Regions from separate parts of the Bombyx mori genome. Here region 1 is linked to region 2. Evidence: chromatin contacts called from public Hi-C data. All regions are on one chromosome and are shown on one strand. Each heading gives the region's core, a stretch centred on a gene start, on an enhancer-like site or on the middle of the called end of the contact. The rest is flanking DNA. Distances are from core to core; before and after follow the strand shown.

The links. A called contact is a pair of places that touch in the nucleus more often than the background predicts.
Region 1: a contact with region 2 is called in a Hi-C map of whole pupa, with 2.3 times the contacts expected there. The contact joins the promoter of LOC101746508 here to the enhancer-like site in region 2. A contact is called at or near these places in 4 of 7 Hi-C or Micro-C datasets (middle silk gland, posterior silk gland and whole pupa).

The regions. Positions count from the first base shown.
Region 1 is chr11:3,566,806-3,570,707 of ASM3026992v2, forward strand. LOC101746508 (gastrula zinc finger protein xFG20-1) reads right to left here and starts at 2,294. Exons shown (of 1, transcript XM_004922298.1): 1 at 1-2,294. The coding sequence starts at 2,294.
Region 2 is chr11:3,521,318-3,525,440 of ASM3026992v2, forward strand. LOC101746229 (nuclear pore complex protein Nup98-Nup96) reads left to right here. Exons shown (of 49, transcript XM_062671001.1): 3 at 351-455; 4 at 1,251-1,457; 5 at 1,814-1,960; 6 at 2,695-2,828; 7 at 3,678-3,813. Among protein-coding and RNA genes, the nearest start is that of LOC101746229, 6.5 kb to the left of the region's middle. Within about 2 kb of position 1,929, at least 3 of the 8 cell types and tissues checked have open chromatin away from gene starts, as enhancers often do.

The DNA.
Region 1 (3,902 bases), core at 1,044-3,543, 46 kb after region 2:
TCATCGTGATTTTCTACTTCTTCCTCCTGAGCGACTTCCGGTATGCATTCTTTGCTCTCCTCATAATATGTGGAATCAAATTCCGTGTAGTTGTGATCATCTGTACCTTCAATTTTCTCATTGCACTCCAGGCCGGAGAAAACTGAGGGTTTTAATAGACTCTGCACTAACTGCACCTTGACTTTAACTTTCTCGCTTAAGTCTGGTTTAAATTTAACGGGCATGGCCAGTTTAACTTCCGCATTGAGGGGTTCGGGTGTGAATTTTTTCATGGTGATGAAAGGCTCCCTGTAAAACGGACTCGTGACTGGTTTTATTGATATATTACTTTCAATAACAATAGTCTTTTTAGAATCTTCCGGAGAGAAGTTTTCTAAGAACTTCTGCACGGAGGTACCGTCTTTGACGACTGTTATCTTTGCTGGTGTACATGTGGTGTCAGTTTTAACTCTCTTTATGGTCTGTTCAAATTTTTGTGACATCGTCAGCTCATGAGTGGATGTTCTCCCTTGTTTCCTCTTCTCAAGCAACATCTTCAGTGTGTCGATGAGCTGCGATGTGGAATGCTCTTTCTCGACATGTTCTTTAAGCTTTGAAACACTGTTGAATATTTGAGCGCATTTAATGCATGTTTGCAACTCATTCTTACTGTGTAAAGCCATGTGACGTTTGTAGTTTTGTTTGGTATAACAGTATTTATTGCATTTCGTACAAGTTACTTTCCTACGGTTGTCCTTTTTGTCTTTATAGTTCGAGAAAAGCTTTTCTGGAAATGCTTTTGGCGTTGGTTTGCTGTTTGTTAGCTCCACAAGCGGGATATCATCTTCGTCAGTTGAATCTTGTATTACGTATTCCTTTTCTACGGTTTTCTTTCGTCTTCCTCCCGTTTTTCTTCTGCGCTTCTGCTTTTTAGGTTGGGTCTCCTTCATTTTTTTCTCTAATTCTGTCATATAGCACTCTGTTTCCGTTGCTGAGAGTACATTTAGAATTGATTTGTAATCAGATGCATCAGACTTCTGATTCGGAAGGCTATATACTTCACTGTACATGTTACACATTCTCTTATCTTCTTCTGATAAAACACAGGTGGGAGTGAAGGGGTTCTCAGATTTTTTATCGGCAAAATATACATGGTAATTCTTGTCGAACTCAATAAAGCCGACACTATTGTGGTCCAGTTTAATGTGTATTGTGAATTTTTTACGTATCTTAAACTTTTTGTTGCATATTTTACACGTGTAAGGCTCTAAGTCCTTGTGTTTCATATAAAAATGCGAGAATAGCTTCTGTGGATGTTTGAATACCGTTTTGCAATCCACACACTCGTACTTATACAAATGTAGCTCCGTACGGTGGACACGAGTCATGTGTTTCATGAGTGCAACCTTTCCAACGCACTGTCTATAACAAAACTTGCAGGTTTTCACTTCTATTGACAGAGGATGCCTAGAAATTTGATGTTCAGTCAGATCGTTGACGGAATGAAATATAATATTACACATAGTACATTTTACAGGTTTACATTGCCTAATGTGGTTCTTGTAATACATCGAGCCGATCAACTGATAGCATTCCTTGCATTGTATCGTTTTGTCAGTCTGTACATGATTACATGACGAACTCATGACCAAATGCGAAAATAGGCCTCTGCGTAGCTTGTATACGTTGCCACAGCTATCGCACGCGAGCGACCGACAGTTTTTCTCTTGTAAATGTTGTATGTAAAGATCCAAATCGTTGGTTTTGTAGTCACATACGGTGCAAGAGTAATCCGAGTCATCGGCTTTGACTTTGGTGAACGTCGACATTTTCATGTTCAGTACAGACGATAGGAACGGGTACAGGTTATGCAGGAATACGCCTTCATCGACGTGTTTATGGTTTTCCACCTCGTGCCGTTCTAATTCCATTTCGTTGATGTACAGCGCTGAGCATTGCGAGCACGCGTTGTATTCAGATTTGGCGGTATAATGCTTTCGCGTATGCTGTTTGTATTTGTTGAAATCGATAAACACACGCGAACAAAGCTGGCAAAACTTCGAGGCGGCGAGATGCGAGTCGCGTATGTGGTAAGCGTATTCCTCGACGTCGGCGTATTTGCATTCGCAGAAGTCGCACGTCTTCCGCCGCTCCGTGTCGGTCGATACCGTGCTGTGAACTTTTAGGTGTTGTTTCAGATCTCCGGGATCGAGAAACTCCGCGTTGCATATTGAACATATTACATCGACTTCAGCATCGTACTGTAGATCATTGTCGATGTTCAAGACGGTCTCGAAATTTGCATCACCTCCCATGGTTGTACAAAGGTTAAATTAATATAATAAAATACTTATATTTGCAGTTCCTCATTGCCTTTCGGCGTGTTTTCAAGTTTTACTAGTCAGTGATTACACAAATTGTTTTTTTATGATTAGCCAGCCTTAACTGTCACTGTCAAATTGATTGTCAAGCCGTGATAATAATAGGATTTTCCAATAAGAAAGGCGAAAGTATCAGACCATACAGTCTAATCTGTTATAATTCAGTTTCATAAAATAATGTAGAGTGAAAAATTATATTGATGAAATGGAATGAAGTTGATCTGTTTGAGACTCTAATTGATTAGGATGAAATTATATCTCAGTGAAATGATGGTTATTTACTGAGAGTTCGATTGCCTTTTTGGGAGAATCCGAACGTAGCTTATGTTCAACGTCTTTTTTGTTTCGTTTTTCCACTTTCACAGATGCGAAATGGTTATTGTATTGTATAAACAGTGTGTACAATAAAGAATGGTAAATATGTGAACCACCGTTATTATACTTTTAAGCTGGAAGAAGTACTAGGTTAGTAAATAAAATAATTCACACAATTTTTATAATTGCTGTTACCGCCAAAACGGTTTTCAAATTTAGGATGATAAGTGAATCTATTCAATAATTATTATCGATAAAATTATCATCGAATCAGGAATCAATAGCTGCATGATTGAGCTATATAGTCAGAATATACTATATAGTACTAGAGCATCTAAATTTTACATCCTAGCAGTCATTGAGTAGAGTGGAAATATTAGAGCCAATTTATTTTAGCCATGTTTGCTTGACCTATATCACACATTAACCACAAGATATTTAATTGACAAAGGCTTATCTCGTGTAGCGCCCGTGTGTAATCATTACTCCAGCGCCCTCTAGTAGGCGCGTGGTTAAAATTGAATAGTTAGTAAAATTATGGAGGGCAGAGATAAGGAGCACCATCTTGTTGAAAGGACAAATCCAAAAAGTATCCATCTGTAAACAGCGAGCTATTGTTGTAAGACTCACCGAAATAGCACTAACGTAGAAAGTGAGAATGATATGAATATAGCAGTTTTAATCGGAGTGAAATGTGCCGTGTTGAAGTGAAGTGTGGTAATTTATAGCGCTGTTTTTTAAATCTCACCACTTGCTACACTGGCGCCATCTTAATTTTTCCTTTTCAGCGGACACTTTTTAATACTGGGTGTTAGGTTAGACAGCTTCCGAAAACGAAGACAGACGATAGTACGCATGACACCTTTGATGATGGGACGGAATAAAAACGATACTGATTTAAAAAAAAAAAAATGTGTGGTAACGTGGGTCACCGGATAGGAACGAAGTTCCTTATTATAAAAATATTAATTTTAAGTTCTATTCGAGGTATAAAGAAAATAACTATTCGGGTATACATTTTTTATTATGATTTTTTTATTGATAAAAATAAAATAAAAACTACTTTACAAAGTTATCAACTTTATTTTATTCACAATGATTTATAAAAAATATATAATGAAAATATGTTATTTTTTGTACATTATTACAAAGTTAAGTCGTACACTGTGTGTATTACTAATAAAAATCTTACGTTACGGACGGTTTCCCCTGGTTAGGGTACCCCTC
Region 2 (4,123 bases), core at 679-3,178:
GTGGGCCTCCTCCCACAAGGTGCACCGACCATCTGTTGAGGGTCGCGGGAATTCGCTAGATACACACAGTGCAGGAATGGTCATTATGGCGAGGCTTGGGGAAACCCTTGTCCACCAGTGGACGTTGTGAAAAAACAATGATTAATTAATGTTACTTTCTTGGCGATCTTCAGTTTTAAGTAGTGGTAGCTTAATAGTTTTTTTTTTGTATTCCCAATTGAATTTTGTTGTTTTTTTTGCTTAATGAGAAATATTTTTTAGTAGTTTAGGGTGTAATGCTATTATTATTCAGACTTAAGTCCTTAAGCGGAACGCGGGCCTGATCAAAAAATAAAAATTGTTTGTTAAAGGTTCCTTCAATTCTGGCGCGACAACTTCGTCCCCTTTTGGCGGATTCAAACCTGCCACAGGATCTTTTGGTGCGAGCACGTCAACGCAGCCCGCCACTGGTGGAGGTAGGTTCGGCTTTTGAGTAGACCTGATGTATTAACATAGCACATTAAGCGTATATAGACTAAAATACAGCGAGAAATGGAATTTATTAACCAGATTATGCACTGGCTAACACCCCAAACAAGCCCCTCCCCCAACACCCCCTCCCCAACACTTAACACCGCCTCTCCCCAAAACCCCCACCTCAACATGATCCAATATGAGCTTGACTTGCTGTGGTACCCACCGTACAAGATTTGAGTAAGTTGAGTTAACAGTTAACAGATTGCAGTCCCTTTTATTTATTTATTTATACATACAATTGATTAATCGTTATTTTTAGTTAAATTTGCTTTGGCTCGTTGAAAATGTATGAATTAATTTTAGTCACAATTTGCTCAAGATAGAAAGTGGGGCGAAAAGAGATAGATGGATTATGAATGTGATAGATGTTGGAATGAAGTGTTTAACAGATGGACTGCCATGTAGGTCACCGGTGCCCTACGCGGCGCACTGAAGTAATTATGTCAATTTACTGTTACACTCTGGATTTCTTAACTATGCCTTCTTTTGTTTGGTAATGTATGTTTTTAGTCTTTTAGGCGTCTTAGAAATAGATTCCTTCACAGTATCTTCGGATTCGTCTTTCCCAGAGTAGATATTCTGGCACCTTAGTAATAGAAATCGAGGTAATTACTTCAGTGCTTCACGTAGGGCAGTGATAACATACACAGCAGTCAACGTGTTAAACAAGTCTGGTTATGGAAAGGGGTTGAATGAACTCTTGGCGGTTACATTTTTGGTGTTTTTTTTTTAAGGTCTCTTCGCGAACAATACCTCTGGTGGTGGTCTTTTCGGGAATCCCGGTCCCTCGACATCGACTTCCGCCTTCGGGACGAGCACCACTGGTTTCGGCTTCGGCGGAGGTGCTACGTCCGGTGGACTATTCGGGAATACCTCGACCGCTGGAGGGGGTTTGTTCGGGAACACGCAGGCGACACCCTCGTTTGGAGTCAAACCGACAGGTCAGTTGAGATTGTTCTACATACCACACCTTTAGAATTGAAGTGGCTTAATCAAGAATTCTGGGTTTTTTTGGTAAATCCCAAAAAAATTATTGTAGAATAGTAGCTGTTTTACGATTTTAATATTTTAAACCTTAAATTTTGAGGTTTAAAGTGCTTGAACGATGAAGAGTTCGACGAACCAACTAATCCATAGACACAGCATACTGAGTTTCTCGTCGGATATTCACAGTCGGTCGCGTTTTTGATCCGGTGGTTGATTCTTACTGCACTTGCTGTGACAACCCGGCAGCGACAAGAACGACTAACCTTGGATAGTTCAAAGAAGCGAACAATAACATTTGAGTTTGGTACAGGTTTCGGCTTCAGCGGCTCGACCACGACCGGAGCGACCACCGGGAACCTGTTCGGCACGCCGGCGACCGGACCCGGCGCCGGACTGTTCGCGCCCCAGGGCAACACCATGTCCGGCGGGGGACTGTTCGGGGGGAACACCAGCGCTGGTCGGTGACCTAGACTTAGCTGTTCTTATATATCGCACCTTTAGAATTGAAGGAGCTTCATTCAAAAGTCAATCTTTGCGCTGAGGCCTGAGGGAGGCCTATGTCCTAAGCAATGGACGTCTGTGGGCTGATAGTAGAGAATCTAAGCCCTAAACACGTCATTACGGATCCTCCAGATACATTAACGGTGCTTTTAGGTACCTCGAGCACCGGTCACCGTACTCGTCGAGCCCGTCGCTTGCGACGAAGAGCTCGTCGAGTAAATTAACCCATAGACACAGCCCACTGAGTTTCTCGCCGGTTCTTCTCAGTGGGTCGCGTTTCCGATCCGGTGGTAGATTCTGCGAAGCGCTGCTCTTACTAGGGCTAGTGTTAGCAACTCATCAGGCTAGAGACCTGTAAGCCCACCTACTTGTTAAGGTTACGCTAAAATGGCCTCTCAAGGCCTACAGCTTAGGTAGAAACAAAAACAGTTTATAAGACAGTTATCCCGTTAAAAAAGTGATTATTCAATTTTTTTGTTACCCAACAATTTAATTGTAATGTTCTATGCCTGTCTTTAATATGTTTTATTTTATTTTAAAATCTAATTGCTTTATACGAAAAGTTAATTTTCATTTAATGTAACTTTGTGATCATCCCGTAGAAATTATTACAATTGAAATGTCATATGCATCATGTATGTCATGTATAAGGTTTTAACAAATATTTTGTATATATATGTGTGTGTGCAGGTGCTTTCGGTCAGCAGCAACCCACAGGGACCGGCCATGTCAAGTTCAACCCAGTTGTTGGGACGGAGGTGGTGATGAAAAATGGCACATCACAGAACATTAACATCAAACATCACTGCATAACTTTCATGAAGGTATTATTTGACAAAAAATCGCTAATCCTGATTACCCTAGTAAGGATAACGGATCAAACTGTTTAAAATATTTAATTGTCATTGGTCCTTAATAGGTATGCCAAATTTCGAGTTAATCCGACGTTTTGAAGGGGGTCAAAATCATGTTCAAAGATTCCGTTACATACTAACATACGTATGAAGCTAATAAAAGCGTATTAAAAAGTCGCGTACTAACCGAAATGCCGTCGAAATGGCGCCGGCGCGTCTTATTCGTCGAAGTGCTTTTTTTTTTAAGAGGTTTTATGACCTGGTAACTGAGACCTTTAAGTCATGTCTTATTTTAATTTATATTATTCATATTTTTATGAAAAATGATATTATGGAGTGAAATGAAATGAAGACGACTAATTTGAGACATTAATCAACTGGGATGAAATTAAATGAAATGAATTGAGATGATATGGGATGAAATATAATCTCAGTATAAAATGCTGGTCATTTACTAAGATTTTTTCAGTAGACTTTTTGGACGATCCCGAGAAGTTACGTCCAGCGGCTTTGTTTCATTTTCCCACATTTGTGCACTTTCACAGATATTAAACAGTTAATAAACCACCATTATTACACATTTAAACCCGAAGAAACACTAAATAGACAAAATAAAACAAATCACACAACTTCACTCCTCGCGTTCCCGCCAAAAAGTCCCGTCGAAGTGCTGAAGAGACAAGATGGCCACGTTTTAATCTATTGTTCCTCGAGTGGAGGACATGTTGAAAGGGGCGTGGCTTAGTTTTGCACACGGAACTGAGATGTGCGAGTTGACTTTCTCATTCGCCAAAACACAATTGTGTTTTTTTTTTTTAGGAATACGAAGGCAAAAGCTTAGAGGAGCTACGTTTGGAAGATTACATGGCAGGGCGAAAGGGTTCAACTGCCACCACGGGGATGTTCGGAGGTTTCCAGCAGACAACAGAGAACAAACCCTTGTTCGGCAGCACTGGTTAGTTGTTCAAGAGAAGTAATTAGATTAATTTGCTCCGTCTAATTGGGGTTTTAATGTATAGCATTTTTTCAAGCCTCTCTCTGGTTGATATAGAAATGGCAGGGGCTGGACCCAGTCAAGGTCTAATTTCGGGTGTGAATATTTAAAACAAAAACTACAGTACAAAAGTTTTCGTTTTTACTGTTGGTTGGGCTTCTTGTGTGTGTCTGCACGGATTGGTATCAATCACCGCCCTGCCTATTTCTGCCGTGAAGCAGTAATGCGTTTCGGTTGGAAGGGTGGAGCAGCCGTTGTAACTACACTGAGA